2 separate regions of the Mus musculus genome follow, and region 1 is linked to region 2. Evidence: chromatin contacts called from public Hi-C data. All regions are on one chromosome and are shown on one strand. The core of a region is the stretch at or near the end of the contact, and the rest is flanking DNA. Distances in the headings are between cores, read along the strand shown. Region 1 holds the start of Ntm (neurotrimin). Region 2 overlaps Ntm (neurotrimin).

Region 1 (5,857 bases), core at 565-3,064, 82 kb after region 2:
TTTGCTGAGTGCCAAGTTTTGTACATGCTGCTTTGGTGAGCATGCATAACAATCAGAGCACGGTCCACTCGTGTAGAAGGCATTCTCCACAGACAAATCACAGTCCATGGTACCAGTGTCCAAAAGCCACATTCAGACAGGAAATCACATCTGCCTCTGCCCACCGTATCATGGAACAGACAACCCAGGAAAAAAACGTTAGTAAAATCCAGGCTCAGGAAAAGAGGTTTTTTTTTTTTGCAGAGTCCAGACCCTGTGGCAACTCTCAATGGCACGGGTAGTGCGAGGGCATCCACACCAAGCCAGATCCCTGCTTTGGGACTCATTAACTTCAGCAGGGAGATCATCCATGCTGAGTCTCAGCCAAGCCCCAGGTCACCATAGCTGTCAGGCTCGGGAAAAGGCAGTAGCAGGACCATTGGCTTCAAAATAAGACAGCTATCCCTCACCTTTAACAAACCCTTGGGTCAAAGGAGCCAGGTTTGGAAAGCACAGCTCTCCCCTAGCATTACCCTGAGGTTGCCACATTCCTTGGTAGAGCAGTTAGCTCATCCAGGAATTGTGCAGCGCAGCAAGCTAGGGATCTCTCCACTAGCCCTGGCTTGCTCCAGAGCACACACCCGCACCCCTGCCCCTTTGCCCCAGCCGAAACAAATCATCATTTAGTAGAGTGGCAGTTCCCTACCTGAGGGTGGCGCTCTCCCCCTGCCTGACCGTCACGTTGTCCATAGCTTTGGGAAAGGTGGCATCTCCGCTACGCACCGGCACTCCTGTGGGTACAAGGAATAGCAGCCTGAGAGACACGACCACGAGGCACTTCCAGGGCAGGAACAGGTACCCACAGACCCCCATTCTCGACAGCCACAACTTCCCAGAACTCCGGTAGTGGCACGCACACGCCCCCCGGGCGAGCACAGGAAGTGGGTGGGGTGGGGAGTGAGCGCGGGGACCCAGCGATGAACTAGCGGCGACCGCGCGATGCACTGGGAGGAGAAAAGCGCGCAGACTCCTCCAAGTCTAATATTCCTCCCCTAAATCCAGCCTCAGCTCGCAGCCTCCGAGAACCAGTTTCCACACACATCCGAGGCGGACTTTCTCCGTGCTGCCTGTAGCCAGGAAGGTGGCCAGGAAGGAGAAGCGCAAGGCAGGCAAGCAGGCGCACAGGTGCGGGTCTCAGAAGCTGCCTCTTCCCCGTAGCAGTTCAGGCATGGCACTTTGGACAGGAGTAAGCACTTTGGTATCCAACGGGGTTGTGGCTGGGTTGAATCCAGCTACCCAGATGTGGTCTACGATTCCTCAGTCGAACGAGAGGAAATCCAGCACTTTCTTAAGTTTCAGAGCAAGGCTCGGCGCCAGAAACAATCTGGAACAATAGCAGATGGAAAGTAGAGCACGCAAGAGGCGGCACGGAGGGAGCAAGGAGGCGCCTGCTAAGCCGGCTTCCTGCAATCCGGACTCGGGAATCCTGCCGCAGAGCCACGGTCAACTTGCTCAGAGCCCAGATTCGCGCTGCAGCTTGGGCTGTCTCTGCAGCGCAGCAGCAAGGTTGGAGCGGCGCGGCAGGGGCGGACCGCAGCGGTCCCTAGCCCGCTCTCTGGCTCGCTGCAGAAGACGAAGCGCAGTCGGCACCACCGGAGCCGCGGACGCCACGCTCAGCGGCCGCCCCCGGCCTCCGCGCTGCCTTCCTCCCGGGAGCAGCCCCGACGCGCGCGGGCCCCGACCGCCGGGGTTGTCATGGCAGCAGCTCCATCCCTGACCGCCACTTTCTCTCCTTGCCGACTCCAAGCGATCCGGCTGGCGGGAGGCACGGACTGTGCGCTCATCCTGGCGGGTGCGGGGCGCGGGCGCCCACCTTAACCCCCGCCGCGCCGGGCCAGGGCAGGGCGGTGTACCACCTCTGGCCACCGTTTTAACCATTTCCGGATTTGAAGAGCTAGCTCTTCGCAATTAAGAAGACAAAGTTACTGTGAGGTCTTAATAACCCTAGACATCTTAATAAGGGTCACAAACTAACTAGGAAGAGAAGAGCCTGCAGCATGCATATGTGCACCTTTAAAATGGTCAAATTAATTCTATCAGCATTGAGAGTACATTTACAACGTTAGGAAGATGCTTTAAATAATCTCATTTTTATTCAATGTTACACCACCCTTTGCACTACACCCACCCTCTTAAAACCCCGCAGACTCAACACAGCCATTCTAAGAGATAGTCCACGTAAAATATAAATGTGGAAATTCCAGAAGGACCTTGGTTGATGGAGTGAGCAAAATCCCTTTAAAATGTTGGTCAAGTTCAACACAGCCTTTTTTCAATTCCCCAACCTCACCCCAGACACTGAGAATGCTAACTGGGTAAAAGGTACACAGGCATGGGCCAGTGTAAGCCACAGCCTTGTTTATAAAGAAGATTCTCTGGGTTCTGGGTTCACACTCTGGCGTACCTGATTTCATCTCCAAGAGGCGTGGCTTTCTTTAAATCTTTGAAGCCCAAAGAAAGACTGGATATGCCTGAGCTTCTGTGACTTCTCTCTGTCTGCTGCTGGTTCCTCTGTGCCTACATCATGTTTCTCCCTTCACACTAACTCTGATGGACCATGCCTGGTCCCTGTACAGGGAACAGGGTAGATCCGTTAGAACAGTGTGGGTAACGCCAATAGGCTCCCTTCCCTGGAATTTCCAGTCCTGAGCTCCCAATACTGTCCTGAATTGTTACTGGGAAAGGAATGGGGGTACACTGGTTCTGTTTATTTCCCTAGACTTTCTCTTGCATTCAGTTGGGGCACTATTTTTTTTAAAAAGTCTATGAAATAAAAGTGGGTGGGGGGGAGTGCTTCCCCAAAGCCATCCAACACCAGATACGAAGAAAACATTACTACAGAACCATTATTAACCTCAGAGGTGCTGGTACCAATGAACATTGACGCTATGGAGTCACACCAGCCGTTTCCATGTAGATAGTATGTAAGGATCCACACGTGCACCTGTCCCACAATCTCCCCCTCACACTACTACAGTGGAGGGGTGGGTAGAGGTCAGCTGTGGAATGTGTTAACCAAACTCAAAAATGGCAAAAGAAGATGAGTAAGCTAGCTTTTCTAGCTTTGTAGTTGCCCAGACACTTCTGGGCTGTGAAGTATTGAGCAGCTTTACACTGGAGGTAGCAGAGTACTTGACATCAATTCATTACCAATTCCCTATTGTCTCCTCTAGTGACTTCTTCTGATATTAAAGTCTCAGGGAACTCATTCACTATTTTGACCATACCTTTTGACGTATGGTGCCCCAAAATGCTGACTGTTGACTTATGACAGCAACAAATGGCTTTTTTTCCAAAGCCTATTTTGTCTCATTCTCCAGTGGGAAAATATGAAAATGTGAAATTAAACTGTTTGGTTCTGTCAAGAGTTTCATGAGCAGGGGCAGAAAGTGTGAGTTTCTCTTTGCTGATGAATAGGCTTCTGGGTTCAAGGCTCTTCCCTTAAATCCAGCGCATTACTAATAATCCACTAACTATCCTCCTAGGGTCCCATCACAAGCCCTCTTCCTAGATGCCACACGCATGGAAACAAACTCCTTTTGGGCTTTGGAGCCATCTCCCTCCAGACCCAGGCCTGAGAATGAATGGAGCTGACTCCTTTCATGACAAATTCTAATTCGGTCTCTTGCATCTAATTCCAAATAGGTGCAAATGAGCATTAGGTTTTGCATCTACAAATGGGGATAATGACAACCAACAGGCTGTCCCAAGGGACCTACATACATGATTAACTCTACAGGAAAAATACTTAGAAAACCATTTAGGGTGGAAGAGCCTTTATTAATACATTTTTTTTCTGTTTCTGCTTTGTTATTATGGCTAGACAGAAAAAATAATCCTCACGGGCTCCTTGAGACATGAATGCATTTCTTCTTAGACAGGCAGAATGTTTTTGTCTCAGACCATGAGGAACAGTGCGAACCTTCAGCTTCCCAGTGGCTGTCCACAGAAAGCCCCACAGTGCTCAGGTCTCTCTAGGAGTACAAAGAAAAGCCACTCACAACCTCTGCTCCATGGGCCTAGGGAATCCAAGTTCCACTCACAAATAAAAGTCAAGAAAGTGGCCTAAGGTCAGAGATTCCCACCTAATTAACAAGACAGATCGGCTTTATTCAAACTTGCTATAGACGTGCTTTAAAAAGACGAAGATCAAAATCGCATGTCAATTGCCTTCCCATCCCCTAATCCCTAAATATAACCAGCACTTAGTGGCTTATCTTATATCCTGTCTCTAGCTTCATAAAAACTGCTGGATTTATTTTATTTTTCCCAGCATATCTGAGTTAATGAAAAAGGGATGACAGTCAGAGCAATTTCATTATTTGTGTTCTTTATAGAAACAACTTCCTCTCTGCCTCCTGGAAAGCAGACTCCTAAGGAGCGCCACCTCCACCTTCATTTCCCCTCCCATCCCCTCTCCTTCCTCCCGTCTTTCTCACATACACATATACTGTACACATAAATCAACTTGTCACAGCTTGTCTCTACACTGACAGCTGTAATTGCTTCAGGTTATAAAAATATCTTTAGGACAATACCTTTCAAGCTTGCTCTCTCTCTCTCTCTCTCTCTCTCTCTCTCTCTCTCTCACACACACACACACACACACACACACACACACACACACACACAAGCAGATTAGAATGTGTGGTGGCTTCCACCTGACCTGGCACCTGTACACTGAACTAGGGTTTGAACAGGATTTCTCCTGAAGATGGTCGGTCCACTCGGTTTTTCTTTTTCTTTGTACTTCATGTTACCCACAGCAAGCTAGAGTGAGCTAAAGAGCCATGACTATTCCACCATGCAAGAAACAAGAGACAGAGCAGTAGCTCAAGAAAGGCCAGCTCTAGTTCTCTACAAAAGGGAAAGGCCCCCCTCTCCTGGTGGAGATTTCAAACAGAAGTACAGGCAAGATGAAAAATGCAGGGTGGTTAGTGAGTGGCCTGACATCAAATAGATATTGGAAGATTTAATCAGAAAGAGCAGTGTAAATCTGGATAAAGAGGTGCCTCCAGGGGTATAGGGAAGGGCTGGGCTTTGGAAAAAATGTGTGCTATTTTTTGCTCCTCTATGAATACAGGATCACAATAAAAACCCCTGCTCATCGGGCTGTACTCGAGTGTGTTAGGATTTCAGTGGGAAGAACAACAAGGCATCATGAAGACGGGAAGATCGCTGCATGGACAAAAAAGAGGTCAGAAATAGAGAGATCTGAGAAGAAGGAGAAGAAGAAAAGCCAGGGGCATGGCTGCCTGTCCGTGGGCTTTGAAACCCACAGAACTGTATGAGGGATGCACAAAGCACAGAGGCTGTAGGGCAAAAGGTATGGAGGTCAACTGAATGAGCCAAAATCAAAGTGCTAAAATACAAAGGGTAGCTATCTAGAGAGTGCATCCCAAGAGTTGGAGAGGTTGGAACAAATGGTCTCTTGTGTAAGATTTGGATCATAGTAAAAACCTCAGACTCAGAGAAACACAGAAGGATGGATGTCCCAGAAAGCATGTGGGAAGATGTGCAATGCATACCTCTCATTTTAGGAAGGAAGGACGAGTCCCAGAAGGCCATACTCAGTATAAAGCTAGTGTTGGGCAAAGCAGGACAAGAACTCAGTACGCCTGGCTCTTTCCCAGCTCTCTTTCTATTGATCCTCAGCTATGGACACTGCTGAAAGAACTGACTGTCAAATACTGGCTTACTGCTGTGTTTGAGAACCATACAGACAACTAAGGAGAAGACCACAACTTGCTTATGAATACACGGGGCATCCAGTAAATCCCACTGGAGCTGATGCATTCAGTAAGCCAACATATATAGG
Region 2 (5,869 bases), core at 255-2,754:
TGAAAGCAGGCTCTCTGGAAGAACAGCCAATGCTCTTAAGCACTGGGCCATCTCTCCAGTCCCCTGTGCCAAGAGTTTTAAGATTTAACTTTTTTTATTTCTTATGTGTAAATGTACGTCTGTACTCCTGTGTCTAGGTGCCAGTAGAGGCCAGAAGATGGCATCAGATACACTGAAACTGGACTCTCACATTGTGAGCCACCTGCCATAGGGGCTGGAAACTGACCTCTGGTCATCTACAAGAGCAGCATGCATGTTTAACCACTAAATGGTCTCTCTGTGCTCACTCACTATTATATAACTGAAAATCAAGTGTTTTCTAAAATGAAGGTTCCAGACCCATGAGTGCTAAACTTACAGACCCAGATAGATGTACTTCACCTGGTGCTTAGTTTGTCCTTTTACCAAATCCACAATCCAGGCCCATTACTACAAAGGCTTACCATTAAAAAAGAATCATAATATCTGGAGGATTATAGTTTGGTCATTTAAACCCTATTTAAATGGGGGGAGCCCTCTAATTAGAAGCCTTCTTGTCACTCACCTTTACTTTTTTATAATCTCAGCAGCCTTCTTTGCTCCACCAACATTCAACTCATCAGGCCCAGAAAACTGTCCAAGAAACGGCATGGCCATACAGCACACATGTCAATTTCTCTAGAGAACTGCTTTACCTGGATCTGGCAATGTTCATTTCCTTCACATGGAGAAAAACCTTGTCTCAGCCAGAAGGGGTGATGACAAAACCTATCCCACCATACCTATCCTGCCATGCCCACACCACCATGCCTACCTGCCATTGGCAAGGAATACTGTCCAAAGAAGGACTACCACTTCCAATCAGTGTATTGCCAGTTCACCAGGAATAAGCTACATTTTTACTTACTAATCCAACTTCAAGATGGAGAAAGCTCAATACAACATTGCCATGTTACCCTGCTACACCTGTTCCCTGGGGATTTTTTTGTAGAGTGAAATAGCCCCAGGCAAAGGAAGAGTTGTAAGTCAGTCCACAAAGAACTTCAAGTTAAGTATAAATGGTATGCCTTGAATAGTTTTGTGTCCCCAAAAGCCATATACTGAAACATATTAGCCAAGGTACCAATGTCAGAAAATGTATTTAGAGGGTGTGAGTGTGGATTAGGTCCTGATTGCAGAACATTCATCATAGGATTAGTATCCCTTCATCATAGGATTAGTATCCATTCATCATAGGATTAGTATCCATATGAGCAGTTACCCCAGAAAACTGAACTATCCTTTCTCATGTGTCCAGACTCAAGAAGAAACACGATGGAAAGGTAGGCCCTTTACCAGACTCCAAATTAGCCAAGGTCTTGATCATGAATCCCAACCCTTCAGATTATGAGGAGTAATGATTTACTACTTCTACACTGTGACCTATAGTATTCTGTTACAGCAGCTTGCATAGATCAAGACAGGAAGCATGTCCTCAGGGGCAGACATTCTATGTGACTCAACATTGCTTCCAGTGTGTATCCCACTCAGACTTCCTCAGAAAATGACTAATCGTCAACTGAGTGACTGTCCAAGTGAACAACACAGCATATTTGAACACAGTGATTTGCTCTCATCAGCACCAGAGACTACCAAGCAAATGAATTATTTAACAGAAGGCGAAGGCTAAGTTATATGAGTACACTTGCTTAAAAAATCTAACACTTTTAATTTAATTTTTTTTTTACTAATTCACTTTACATCCCACTCACTACCCAGCTCCTAGTCACCACCTCTCATAATCCTTCCCTCCTCCCTCCTCCCCTTCTCTTCTGAGCAGGTGCAGCCCACCTGGATATCACTCCACTCTAGCACATCAAGTTTCTGCAAGTTAAGGTGCATCCTCTCCTTCTGAGGCAGCTCAGCTAGATATCCCTATATATGGACAACAACTTTCGGGATAGCCACCACTCCAGTTGTTTGGGACACACATGAAGACCAAGCTACACATATATGCAGGAGGCATAGGTCCAGCCCACATAACTGCTTTAGTTGGCAGTTCAGACTCTGAGAGCCCCAAGGGTCCAGGTTAGTTGACTCTGTTGGTCAACCCATCCACAATATTTTCAAACAAAATTTATCCTGTCTACAAGCAATGCAGGCACACTTGATGGAACAGAGACTAAAGCAATGGCCAACCAATATCCAGCCCACCTTAAGACCCATACTATGGGCAAACAGCAATCTCTGAATCTATTAATGATATTCTATTATGCTTATAGATGGGATCCTAGCCAGCATGGCTGTTCTCTGAGTGTCTCCACCCAGCAGCTGACTCAGATAGATACAGATAACCACAGGCAAACAGTAGATGGAGCTTGGAGACTATTGTGGAAGAAAAGAAGGATCATGGCCCCAAAGGGGACAGGAACACCACAAGCAAACCAAGAGTCATCTAATTTGAAAAAGCTAACACTTTCATGGCAGTAAGAAATTTCTTTTATTTGTAGCATCCACATAAGGCCCACAGGACACATATGTCTTCCACCAAGATCTCAGGCAACTTCTCTCAGTCTCTGGGTCTCCAGATACCACATCAAGGGCAAAGACTTTCAAGGCCTGTTCTGAAACCTGTTAGTTTGTTTTGTTGTAAAGCCAAATTAAAATACAGGATAGGATGTGAGAGAGTAGGGTAGAACATTACTTTTACACATAGTAAGTAAACTGGCCTGTATATTCAGGTGGCTTACATATACACATGTGCATGTGTACTTGCTTGTCTGTCCTTTATAATTAAAATATGGTGAGTTATGAGTTGATATAAAATATTTGAAAATCATTAATATAGATAAAAAAAGCTAGGCAGACCCGATGAATGCATGTCTCCCACTTGCCGGCTCTTCAGCTTCATTAAAAAAAAAAATGACTCTACCATTTAGAGCACTGCCTTTTTGTCCATAGAAGCAAATTATTTGGATTAAAATTTCAATGAAATACTGTAAAAGTAATGTTTATATGGAATGAAAGATCCATACAGAAATATTTCTCTTTCCCACTTTTACCTTTTTGATTAACACAGAGACATTTTAGAATAATATAACCATCTTTGCTTCATCATTATATTCCTATCCATCAGATTTCCCATACCAGAAATTATATTCCTTAAGAACTAAAAAAATCAGTTATCACTCACAGAATGTTTATTGGAATCCTTTTAAAAGGCAGTGGGAGTAAATCTTTAAACAATGAACAATTCTTCAAGCAATGAATAACCCGGGGCCTCATGAAGCTTACATTCCAGACAAAGAGGGTCATTAAAATCGAATGAGCCAGAACCAAGAGCTGAAGTGTTTAGGCAAATATTAACACATGGGTGCATGAGACAAAGTGCTGAGTGGAAAGACCAGAGGGATTAGACAGAAAACTTGGAAGTCTTGTTCTGGTGTTGTTACATATAAATGTGTGCCACACATCTGGTGACATGATAAATAAATGCTTAATAAACTAAGATTTTAAAATGAAGGGAGGGAAAAGCAAGTAGACTTTATAATTAAGTGATGGAATGGACTAGGACAGGCCCTTTGAATTCTTCCAGTGTCTGCACAGTGACTAAAAATCTTGAGACAGGGTGGGGAGGGGGATCAAGCTTTAGTGGAAGCCATGCTTAAAGTCACATTTGTTGAAACAGGCTATAAAATCCAGAACAACAGATGATTGTCATCCAGTCTCTGCAGTGCTGTTTCATGTTAATTGCCAGCACAGACAAGTCCCTGGAGGCTATATCTTTAGCGGCCAAAGGACCTGTCAAGGTTGATGTTTCAACTTTGAAACAGCTTCCAATAGACCAGATGGAGTTCTTTGGGAAAACAGTGAAGGTTCCCTGAGAGATATTTTCAGTTCTAAGTAAAAACAGACTCACAGAGATACAGAATAGCTCCATCCAAAATAGGGGTGAGATTTCAAAGGTCTCCAGTTCAGAAGGCTGTGAATACTTGGTGTCATTATTCTGGGTTTTCGAGGTGCATATTGGGTGTGTTAGGGCTATGTAGATTAACAAGAAGAAGAGAATGATATAGATTTATCAAGTACATGTGCTTTTTCTACTTCTAATGAGGCTATGACCCAGTGGACTCATTCTACATTGAAAACATCGTAATTGAAATGAATTTCATATATCGAACCTATCAAACACTGTGAACTAGCCTGGCCTGGGTTAAGTGTGCTTCCAAAATCATAGTGACATGTAATTGGTCAAAGTCATGTAACACAAACCCTACTTCATATCAAAGTGCTGAGTGTTGAGTAACTTATTAAGTACTGAATTTAACCTAAACTCATAGGTGCTTACATAGTAAATTTTTATAGTATTACTATATATAAAATGCTTGTGTGGGTCCATCATAAATAAGAACTCCTGCTCTTGTCCTGATGACATCTTATGGAACCAACCCACTCCTAAGACAATATAAGTTGGGAGTATTTATCAAAATGATCACTCACTATTCACTACACCAAAACTTGCTTTATCTTTTTATCTTTTTAGGTACATATTGGCTGACATCGTTCAACCCATTTTGCCATTACATACATGTCACTAGATAAGAATTCCGCCCAATGGGATGAATGTCAAAGTTACCCATATAACCTCATAAGCCTGAGCCTTCAATGACCTCTGCAGCTACTACTTGACATTCTCTGCTTCCTCTGCAAGACGGTGCTCCTGATAACCTTGGAAACCTCATGAAGAAGGTGGGCAATTATCCTAAAGATTCCATCTCTGGATGAGCCCTGAGGCAGGCACCATTGTCAATCAAAGCACCATACTGAAGTGACAGTGTTGACTGACAGATATCTATTGCTCATGACAAACATTTAGTGATTTGTGTGTTGTGCAAACTATTGTTCCTCTAATTTTTAATTAGGGCCCTTAATAGGTACTATTAATGGTGCCCAGCATAATTAAACCAAAAATATGTTGTGCTTGCCAATAACTAAAATGGATTAGAAAGATGTAGATCTCTGCTACAAAATAGCAAAATAATTTGCATAAAATGTAGCTCTTAGTGACTTCCAAATGTCTACTGAACTGTAGCTCTAGAAGGAATGGATGGAGAGCCACAATTATTGATGGCTCCTTTATTTACACCAATTATTGCAAGAAAGAAATGGACTCAGCAGAATACATTTTACTCTCCAAGGAAAGGAGAAAAAACAAAAACCAAAGCAATAACAACAACATCAAAAAGACAAAGTCCAGCTGGTTGAGGCCTTCCAGAATAGGAAAAGCTAGCTATCTCTAGGCCTCAAACATCACAAAGATGACAAAGAATAGCTCTAAGTAGAAAGGACCATTGAACATTCTCAGTTACACAAAAGGCTCACCTGTGGGGAAGATACAGAATCATGGCCATTACTTTGCTTACAAAGTCTTGTCCTTGGTGCTACTGAGAATTGGGAGCCCATAGAAAGGAAGAAATCATTTAAGACTCTGAGTTGATCTACTGTATCTTTGGTGTTTTGTACATGGTAAATGGTGCTTGAATATCTTTTGAAAGACTTTGTAGCCAATGAAATCTTGAATCTACATTAAAAGGTCCAATGTCTTTGAATCAAAGGCTACACACTTCAACTTGAAAAATGCAGACAGAGGGCTGTGTAATTTGTTCAGTCCCAAAGGGGATTTGGTCAACAACCACCACACCAGATGTGGCTATTGAAGATATTGCACTAACCGGTGGAGCCAGCATGAAGAGGATGAGACCAACATTCTCTACTGGAGACCTTTTCCAAGTGATGGGAAGCTTCACCATCAACAGAGACCAGTAACCTTCTTAGCTCGTTTTTTTTTTTTTCTAATTGTTTGATGAAGATAAGCATACCCAACTAGTCCATTTTAAAATACAAGAAAAGA

The links. A called contact is a pair of places that touch in the nucleus more often than the background predicts.
Region 1: a Hi-C map of the AML12 cell line shows a contact between it and region 2, with 2.3 times the contacts expected there. The contact joins the promoter of Ntm here to the enhancer-like site in region 2. A contact is called at or near these places in 1 of 39 promoter capture datasets (hippocampal neurons) and 13 of 484 Hi-C or Micro-C datasets (the AML12 cell line, the HPC-7 cell line, brain and 5 more).

Annotation. Positions count from the first base shown.
Region 1 is chr9:29,410,871-29,416,727 of GRCm38.p6, forward strand. Ntm (neurotrimin) reads right to left here and starts at 1,815. Exons shown (of 7, transcript NM_001357602.1): 1 at 686-1,815. The coding sequence starts at 852.
Region 2 is chr9:29,329,222-29,335,090 of GRCm38.p6, forward strand. All of the region lies in intron 1 of Ntm (neurotrimin), which reads right to left. Among named protein-coding and RNA genes, the nearest start is that of Ntm, 81 kb to the right of the region's middle. Within about 2 kb of position 1,505, at least 3 of the 459 cell types and tissues checked have an H3K27ac peak or open chromatin away from gene starts, as enhancers often do. A contact at or near this core is called in the AML12 cell line, where this site is marked.